Regions from separate parts of the Rattus norvegicus genome. Here region 2 is linked to region 1. Evidence: chromatin contacts called from public Hi-C data. All regions are on one chromosome and are shown on one strand. Each heading gives the region's core, a stretch centred on a gene start, on an enhancer-like site or on the middle of the called end of the contact. The rest is flanking DNA. Distances are from core to core; before and after follow the strand shown. Region 1 overlaps Tmem108 (transmembrane protein 108). Region 2 overlaps Tmem108 (transmembrane protein 108).

Region 1 (4,954 bases), core at 665-3,164:
TTTTGGTATTAAAGATGGGGTATTGAGGTCAGCGAATTAAGTGATATTGCAAAGCTGCCAAGCACCGACAGAGCGTGCACCGTCATTTACACCACAGTGCTTATGAAAGATTACCTCTTAGCCATAGTAAACTTGGTCATTTTTCTTTTTCCTTTTATGGTGCCTGAAAAATATCTCCAGAAATTGAATTTGGGAACAAACAAATGTGTACGTTCCCTCTGGGAAGCAGGCATTTGTCCCAGAAAGTTATAGTGATGTTTTTACAGCCAAAAGGTGGCAAGACTGTGAGGAGTAGGCTAAACGTTCCACAGAACATTTACATATGGAAAGAATAGAGAGACCCACTACTCTTGCATTAAACAGGCAGCAGATTTAGTATACGAAACTGTCCGCAGCATTACAGGCCTTGGTCAACTTTATGTTTTGAGCAGTAACCTCGAGCCCTTCTGTTCTCTTCCCTTAGCTTTTCCAATACTGCTTTAATACTAAGAGTCATTTTTAATTCTCCAGATAGTACAGTTTTAATTTGTGATTCTGGTTCAATATCTCAGAATACATAATTTAGATCAAGTCATTCCACAGGAAATGCAGTTTCTGAGATGCACAGCAGAAATCAAAATTATAATGAAAAACAAAATAACATTGTGGGCAGTAGTGGTGTGGGCCAATGTAGACTAAACTTCCTTCACCTGCAGAGTGTAGAGTTAGCATGGGTTAGACCCGCACAGAGAATTACACCTAACCTCACAAGTTCAGAGTCAAAACATTTCAGTATTTCTGACAAGTCTCACCGTAAGGCAGCAACTTTGATCTCAACTCTGAAGGTCTTAAATAGCCTGGGATAATGACTTTGATGATTCCACCTGGCTCTGGTGACTGGGTTAGAAATAAATCATTTAGACTAATGGTTTCCCAAGCTGGCTAACCATTACAACTGATGGTTCAAAGGTATCTGTCAGTCAGTCAGTTGGTCAGTCAGTCAGCCAGCCAGCCAGTCAGCCTGCCAGTGTCAGTCAGTCAGTCAGTTAGCCAGCCAGCCAGCCAGCCAGCCAGCCAGCCAGCCAGCCAGCCAGCCAGCCAGCCAGCCAGCCAGCCAGCCAGTCAGCCTCTCTATCTCTGACTGTCTCTGTCTGTCTCTGTCTCTGTCAGTCTGTCTCTGTGTGTGTCTGTCTTTCTCTCCGTGTATGATGTGTGTGTGTGTGTGTGTGTGTCTGTGTGCGTGCGTTCGTGTGTGTGTACAGGTGCGTGCGCTTGTGCCTGGGCGTGTTTGTGTAGGTTGGAGAGGTCAACCTTTGGGTTGTCATTCCTCAGGATCGGTCAACCTTGTTTTTGGAGACAGGTGACCTCGTTGGACTGCAGCTTGCCAAGAGTAGACCAGGCTGGCTGACCAGCTGGTCCTCGTGTCCCTCTGCCACCCTACTGCTAGGATTTCAAGCACGTTCAATCATGTTCAGCTATTCCATGTGGGTTCCGGGGATCGAATGCTGGTCCTCATTATTTGAACAGCCTGCACTTTATTGCGTTACCTCCCCAGCCCCAGAATCTATTTTATTAATAGTTTCCCAGTCCCTCAGGAATTCTAATACCCAGGTTGCGGAGTAGGGCAATTGGAAAGGGTTCTCAGGATTAAGATTCAGGCTTACCAGTGTGAACTGAACCTAGAACAGAGGAAATGAGGCCCCTCCAATAAAAGGACCTCCCCAGGGACCACTGTGCTACTGGGAGGAAGGACAGGATTCCTGCCTCAGCTTCATAAAGTACTGAGGCCAGAGCCCGCTTTCTCTCTCCTGCAAGTGGCAGTTTTATGAGAGGAGGCAGGAAGACAAATGAAAGCACATTTGCAAGTCACATTCACCACAGAGAGGGAGTGACTCAGTGTTTCTTAAATATTTAGATCCGCTGTCTCTCCCACAGTCCTCGGCTGAGGCAGCAGTGCATGCACAGTGTTGAGGTGGGGTCTTGCCCTCCTCTGACTCAGATTAACCCCTCTCTCTGAGTTCTAGTGCCATGCTTCCCCAGGTGCTTGGAATGAGGATGACTGAAAGGGAGAAAGCGGAGGCTCAGGGAAGGGTGCATGTGGAGCTGCAAAGACTAGAGCCAGGAAAGGAGCAGAAGCCACTAGAATTGCTTGCTGTGAAGGTAGGGTATAAGTTTTTCCCACAGCTTTCACCGTTGGGGATCTTAGCTGAGGCTAGCTGGGAGTAACAGCAGAGGCTACCCTCAGAGTGCAGGGAAGACCCTTTGTCATGGACCATAGCCAACCGCAAGGAGAGAGGCAGGTAGAAGGTGACGGTGTATACAGAAGGCAACAGGAAGTCGGTCTTATAACACCTGAGCCCTGCGATGTCACAATGCTGCACTGAGCAGGGACCTGGGGCTACACACAAGGAGAAGTGAGATGCACTCTGGCTCCCAGAGAACTGACAGTCTATCAGGGGGTGGGAATGTCTTATCAAAAGTCACTCTGGTGGCTCAAGCCTGTAGCCATAGCACTCCAGGGTGGAGACAGGAAGGTTGTAAGTTTGAGGCTGGCCTGGGCTAGTTAGTAAGCTCCAGGTCCATCTACCTGAGTGACAGAGTCAGACCCTGTCTCAACGGGAACACAAAGCAGGGCCAGGTAGGAGGGGAGTGCAGCTTAGTGAAAGATCTTTACTCTGCATACACAGGGCCCTATATTTAAATAAACACCCCCCTAAGCTATCTGTGCCTTTGCTGTTAGACAATGAATACTGCTAATTATTATTGTTAATTGCAGCAAATCAGACAACATGCAGTCCTTCTGTCTGGAGCCTTGGGATTCCTCTCTGTAGCATAGGCCCAACGAATGCTGAAGAGCTGTCCTGAGGCCTGCAGCATAGTTATTTATGTACAAGCATATCCGACCCTTGGGAGGAATAAAAATGGACCTCAGGAGAGGGGCAGGATGAGTCTTAGAGGCAGGGCAGCATAAGCTCAGGTCTCGGGTGTTCAGACGGACTTCTGACAGGCATGTATGGAAGGGTGTAAAAGCCCAGAGGTAGGACAACAGTGACAGTGATTATGAAGATGACGGTGACCAGGCAGGTGTGTGAAGATGAGGAAGTTATACAAGTTCTACCACAGGCAGCTAAAAAAACAAATCCCACCACAGTACAATTTAGGGCATAGTACATACATCTTCCTCTCCGGCTTCTGAGACAGAACTGCTCTTATCTGCCGGGGAAGGGTGGGATACAGGCTGAAGAGGTAAAGGCAAATACAGAAGTAGCTGGCAGTTTAAGAGATGCCAGCTACTTCTGTATGCTGGATGCTGGGCCTCAAAATTCAGTCTTCCCAAACCAGTGTAACAAAAGAGACGCTTGCGAACCATGAGAGCTACTCACCGTCCAACAGATTCCAAGAGCCTAACTCAAATAGGACTCTGACTCGTCTCCATCCACGATGAAACAGCATTAGATGTCTGCCACTAGGTGGTGCCAAACCCTAGTTTAGACTTGGATATGGACACCTCTGCTGGTTCCTTAGAATCCCAGACTGCTAATAGGTAGACCAGTTCTCTCTCCTTAAGCTATTAACATTGCAATAATGTAACAGTGTGGCTTACTCTTAAGATACAGTCCTTACACACCACCTGCACCAGGAAATTTACTAGAAAATACATATTGTCTACTACCTAGACCCAGAATCAGGAAAATTTAGAGTGGGCCCCCAGCAATTAGCCACAAGCCCTTCAAGATACACAATAAATCAAAGTAGAGAACCACCTGCTTTATTCACACATTTCTTTGCCTTAGTATTATGGTATGGCAGAGTTTTATTATGTAATTGTGACCTTGGACAAGTCATTTACATCTTCGCTTTGGAATAGACAGACCACTTTCCAATGCCCGTTTCAGCACACACACCGTGATGCTGCGGTTCTCCGGTGGGTAATGCAGGCATTCAAGGATCTCAATGGAAGCATATAGCATAGTGTGTCTGCTTTCCAGGAGCCAATTTTAGAAATGTCTCCTGTCTCCATGGTTCAACTTCTTGGGCTAGTGGTGTCACTGCTCTTTGAGAAATTCCAAGTATAAGGTAGGGACTTAACAACACAGGGTTTATGGTAGGTAAGCCAACATGAGGTGATTGGGTTTGATTGCAAATGCCTTTATGCCTTCATTTCCCAGCATTGAATTAACAGTCTAAACACAGGCTGTTGGGATTGATCCGAAAGGTTAAATCTGAGAACAACTACCTTCAAAGAAACCTTCATCCAGAACCTAAAAGATTAGCAGGGATGGTCAACATGGAGAGATAAGTCAAACATGTTACCCATCTCTGACATGAAAGTCGGTGTCTAAGGATCTATAAGTTGGACAAAACAAACAATGACCACAACTAATCACACCCAAGTTACACTGGGCATGCGCCAGGAAGTTAGACAACAAGACATCTATGATCACAGCTGTCTGTCCTTAATCCATGGATACAGACTGACATCTAGACATAGGCTTTTAAATCAAAACATACCTGGTAGGCAAAGTTTGTGTCTCTCCCTCCAACTAGGGGTGGGGGAGTATCTGGTGCTCAGAATACTGGACCATTGTAGGTGTTTGGCGCCTGTTTGAATACATGCATGGATGACTGACTGTAAGACTGATGCAGGGGGCTACCCAATAGAAATTTCTGAGATCATAGAAAGATTACAGAAGTTTTATTGACCAAGACAGTAGCTATGAGCTGCAGGCAGCTACTGACCACCTAAACCAGGAGCTAGTTTAACTGGGGATGCCAGCTCCAAATTTTAAGTAAGTTCACTTTAAACACACTCAGATTCTTCCCAGTAAAGGCTACGGCTGTGCAGCTACCCGGAGAGAAATAAGTTTGAAATTAAAAAAGAAATTATCTTTTATTTGGCGATCAGGTGGCATTGAACCCATAGGCAGCACAGCTCATGGGACGAAGAGCCAGGTGACTGAGGGCCCTTTGACCA
Region 2 (5,104 bases), core at 2,266-4,765, 150 kb after region 1:
TTTCAATGTGTTGGCCCCTTATTAATGGCTAAAGAATGGCTGTCTCCACAATTTGACCCTCGTACAGTACTTACACAGAAACATGCTGTTTGCTGTTCCCAATTGGCTGGTTGCTATTTTTGATGTAAACCACTTCTTAGATACATTCAAAACAGAGGCTATATGAAAGCCACAGGACAAAGGAGAGTAGCCCCATGTTAGGGGCTTAGGGATAAAATTTAACAAGGAACTTTCCTCCCACCCGTGACCTGGGCTGAGGTCTGTGCCAGCCAGCCACCTAGACTCTTCTATAGACGGCCTGCCTTACAGCCGCAGGTCTCTCCCTGCTTCATCCCCGGTCACTTGCGTGCGTCACTCAAGAGCGGCAGTGATGCACACTTACGGGAATCTCCAGGGATCTGCAGCCCTTAATGGTCTATTTTGTTCAGTAAATTGTATTCATTAGCAAGCCTTGAGAGGCACGAAAGTACAGGCAGCCTTTCTGGGTGCCCTCGGTCTAGCCAGGCCTCACAGCCTTTGAACCTACAGGCTGGAGACAGTTCTCCCTCCAGGTTAAAGCTTAACCACCACAAACAGAAACATCCCACTGCTCGACCATTCTTAGCTCTGCTTGGAATGGCACTAGTCATTTCTTCTTCAAGGAATCTGGTTTTTGTTCCAGAGTGGAAGCTGAAGAGCGTAGAGCTGTCTCTCCTCCCCGAACACCTCCCCTGACTAACTCCTACAGTCTTTTTTTTTTCAGGATTGTTACCAAATACCCTGTAGTCACATCCAGGATACCAGCGACTACGACCAGCTGAGTGGCTAGGTATGTGGCTTCCAGAGACAAGAGATAGGAACTACGTAGTCGGTGGAACCCTGCGCTTTCTGCTGTGACGGACCACACCAGGGCCTTCAGCTCTGACAGGCTACTTCCTTCAAGAACAGCAATCCGTGAAAGAAAAGTTGGGTGACTGAATCACGGGAATGGGGGATGGCGGGAAGGGACCTCTGACCAGACTATTGTCAATATGATATGGATTCAGGAAAAAGGGCAGCTGGTTTCGAATTCTCTCTACTCTGCCCTTACAAATCACACCCCATACAAACTCACTCAAACAACCGTGTGGGGGATGTCACCGTGCACGGAACACATCCCATCCCTTGGTTCCCATTTTTCATACTTCTTGATTTGAGTGCATGATTTGAATGGAGAAAGCTTTGGAAGCCTTTCACAGACAGACACGGCATCTCACTGCACTGACTTCCAAGACTCTGGCGAGACAAGAGCATCTACGGTTCAGCAAAGCCGGCAAACCGGGAGCGCATTTGCCTTACCCTGGAGGAGAGGGTGTGGAAGCCTTCAAACACTCTTACATCCTCGCAACCCATTGGGTCTGCTGCCTTTCACCACACGCTCACTTCTGCATGCTGGACCACAGCTAAGCGATCTGCCAAAGGAAAAAACGAATGAGGACAACAGGCCGGTTTATGTACACCTCCATCCCCAAAGCTGCTGTTCAAATGAATTTGTTAAAAATGGGCTTCCTGGGCTGGAGAGATGGCTCAGTGGTTAAGAGCCCCGACTGCTCTTCCAGAGGTCCTGAGTTCAATTCCCAGCAACCACATGGTGGCTCACAACCATCTGTAAAGAGATCTGATGCCCTCTTCTGGTGTATCTGAAGACAGTTACAGTGTACTTATATATAATAAATGAATAAATCTTAAAAAAAAAAATGGGCTTCCTGCTAAACACACAGACCCCAACCTCTGGTATGGTCCATGCTCAATACAAGAGCTTCCCATATGCATCCTAGACAGGTGAAAAGTCAAGAAAAAAGACGGATTTGATGCAGAAACCAAAGTACTCAGGATACTGTGGATTCTACGTCTTCATACTATAATCTCCATGGTTCCCCTGAGGCAGTGGTTCTCAACCTGTGGGTTGTGACCCCTTTAGGGGTCAAAGCCTTTGAGAGGGGGGTCAAATGACCCTTTCAAAGGGGTCACATAAGACCATCAAAAAACACAGACTTTACACTATGGTTCATAACAGTAGCAAATTATAGTTAGGAAGTAGCAACAAAAATAATGTTATGGTTGGGGATCATGGCAGCATGAGGAACTGTACTGAAGGGTTACAACATTAAGAAGGTTAAGAACCACTACAAGGTTGAAGACATTACAAAAGTGACAGAAATTTGACCTTAGAAGCAACAATTTGACTTTGTTCTCTAGCATATGATTTCTCTGTATTCCATAAGCTAGGGAGGGAAAATAGGAAAGACGTGCAAGAATATTTGGAGTGCATGTGTGCACACATAGGCACATGGATATAGATGTGCACACTAACACTGTCCCCGCAATGGTGTACACTTTTCCAGCTAACACTTTTTGCTGGATGCTCAAAGTCATACAGTCATGCTCAACCCCAGGGGCTGGGCAGTGAGCTGTCTTAGGTCAGGCTCACTCCAGTCCAACTAAGCTAACCTTGAGTTTAGAATAGATTCAGCACTCTGAACAAGAGGCTTCGCAGGGACCTTGACCTGGTTACTTTACAACTCTGGGTCTCAGCTTTCTCTTCTGGAAAACATCACAACTCCCTTACAGGGTCTATTCTACAAGACTCCACACATACCCTCCTGTGTATGCACTGTTATCAGGGCATCTTGATAAAGTATAGGTTCTGAGTTGAAAGGTCATGGGTAAGGCAGGGCATGCTGTAATTCTAACAAGCCTCAGGGCAGTGGTTCTCAGCCTGCCTACTGCTGGGACCCTTTAATACAGTTCCTCATGTTGTGGTGACCCCAACTATAAGATTATTTTCATTGAGACTTCACATCTGTAATTTTGCTATTATTTTGAATCAAAATGTAAATATCTATATGCAGGGTATGGGATATGTGACCCCGTGAAAGGGATGTTCTACCCCAAAGAGGTTGTGACCCGCCCTCTGTCGTAGGGGATCAGTAACTACTCATGGATAGAAGAGAGATATGAGGGGAGATGTTGGGGAAGAGACTGGGAGAAGAGGAGGGAGGGGCAGCTACAGTCGGGATGTGAAAGAATAATAAAAGAAAACGTATGTAAGATTAGAGAATATTCGACAAACTTTAGTGATTTTTATGTATAAGGATTTTTATATCAGTGTTGTTTCTGCATGAACTTTGAACTTGCACCATTTTAAAGATCTACTTAACCTGGATACCAGATACAATTCCACAGAGTCACACAGGTACCTTTAGAAAAGGTTAGAACTTGAAGGGCCACGGCTCCTTTTTCTCAGTTGAAACAAACTCAAGGGTGGGTACCCCTTTCCCAACCAAATTTCATAACAACTTAGTAGCAGAAATTCAACCTTAGAAGCAACAATTTGACTTTGGTCTCCAGCATATGATTTCTCTCAGTAAACTGAGAAGGAAGAAATATTTTTTCTTCTACTAAAGTGAAAACAAAGATCACTCTGTCAAGGGCAGCAGAAGGCTGGCTTCTACGGCACTGGCCACTGCAGTACAAAGGGTAACAAGGGGTCACAGGACAGGCTCTGGAGGTTTGTCAAACAATTCTCCACAGCAACAAAGTTACTTCTCATGTGTCCAAAGTGGGAATGGACCACAAAGTATCTTCTGTGGAGCCTCCGGTAACAATGAGAATTTCTATTCTAATCCATACAAATTCTGAGTCACTCCTACTTAAAAACAACTAGGAAAAGGAAAGTATTTGTGAAATAAGAAAAGTGTGGTAATTAGCCGCAGCACATCTCAGGTACTAATGGAGACAACTAGTGATCTCTTATTAAAAATTCTACTTCTGCAGTTAGTTTACATTTCTAAGATGGTGGTGAGCCTTGGAGCTTAGAGTACAATATCTAGTGGATGTGGTTGATAGCAGCTCATAAACAAAGGAGTGGGAGTCTACGGTTCATGCCACTCTGTCACTGATAGGAAGGAGTCCATGAGTTCCTATAAATCTTTTTATTGAGTATTGCTGGGGGGTGAGGGATTCACAAGGCCCTATCCTTCCCTTAGGATCTATAGGCAGTCAATGATGGCTGGAAAAGGAGAGACATTTTCTTCAGCAGTGTAGCTATGGGTAAGTTTCTCATGCTCTATAAACAAGGTCTCACTCATACAGCTTTAACCCAATTACACACACACACACACACACACACACACACACGCACACACGCACACTCGTCCCACCCACCACACACAAGACAGAGTGGACGCTAGGATTAGCTGGGACAAGGGATCATTAGGAACTGAAGTTAATAGGACAACTACAATCAAATACATAAACATATGAGGATATTGTAATAGAGTCCATTATGTACGCTTAATATATGCTAATAAGAACTTTAAAAAATCTTCATGTCATAAATCAGAAAAGTAATGACTATGTGGACTTTGAATTGGAATAATGAGAGCTGGGGGTCCCTTCATATGCATGTTGCAGTCAGTAAAGCAACATGAACTTAAAAGTATTCTGGTGAAATTAGGAGGGTACCAAGAAAGACTCGATAACAGAAATCCATGCTTGCATACCCATTATTTAGATGGGTAAAGTCATGTGCTTTGTCTCTTCATTTGGGGAGCCATTTTAATAAAGGTTCAACATCCCTAAATGTTCACACCTTACTTTCTACGTTCCACTCCCGACTTTTTGCCCACCATTTAGTCAGTTTATTAACCAAGAATTCTCCCTTTGGGGCTGGGGGGATGGTTTGGATGGTAAAGTGAGTCTAAGCCCCAGAAACCATGTAAAAAATCTGGGTGTGGTGGCAAACACCAGCATCAGGAGGCAGAGACAGTTCAAATCTCTGGGGCTCACTGCCACAGCTCACCTAGAAAAATCCTGGAACTCCAGGCCAATGAGAGAGCCTATCTCAAAAAAGGGGGTGAGAAATGACATCCCAAAATTGTCCCCTGGCCTCTGTGCATGCATGCACCTATGCATGTTTGTGCTCATGCATACACACACACACACACACACACACACACAGGGGTGCACACACATTCTCCCCTTTCAAGTCAGGAAAGTCATGCGTGTGTGCACATGTGCATACACAGAAAATCTCAGCATTTGGGAGGCAGAGGCAGGACATTCACAACTTCAAGGACACAGT

Evidence for each region. A called contact is a pair of places that touch in the nucleus more often than the background predicts.
Region 2: a contact with region 1 is called in a Hi-C map of Schwann cells, with 11 times the contacts expected there. The contact joins two enhancer-like sites. A contact is called at or near these places in 9 of 12 Hi-C or Micro-C datasets (the A7r5 cell line, the Rat2 cell line, Schwann cells and 6 more) and 1 of 1 datasets of contacts at active chromatin or transcription factors (oligodendrocytes).

What each region holds. Positions count from the first base shown.
Region 1 is chr8:113,083,732-113,088,685 of GRCr8, forward strand. All of the region lies in intron 2 of Tmem108 (transmembrane protein 108), which reads right to left. Among named protein-coding and RNA genes, the nearest start is that of Bfsp2, 140 kb to the left of the region's middle. Within about 2 kb of position 1,915, at least 5 of the 93 cell types and tissues checked have an H3K27ac peak or open chromatin away from gene starts, as enhancers often do. A contact at or near this core is called in Schwann cells, where this site is marked.
Region 2 is chr8:113,228,771-113,233,874 of GRCr8, forward strand. Tmem108 (transmembrane protein 108) reads right to left here. Exons shown (of 6, transcript NM_001399273.1): 2 at 1,318-1,430. Among named protein-coding and RNA genes, the nearest start is that of Tmem108, 7.6 kb to the right of the region's middle. Within about 2 kb of position 3,516, at least 3 of the 93 cell types and tissues checked have an H3K27ac peak or open chromatin away from gene starts, as enhancers often do. A contact at or near this core is called in Schwann cells, where this site is marked.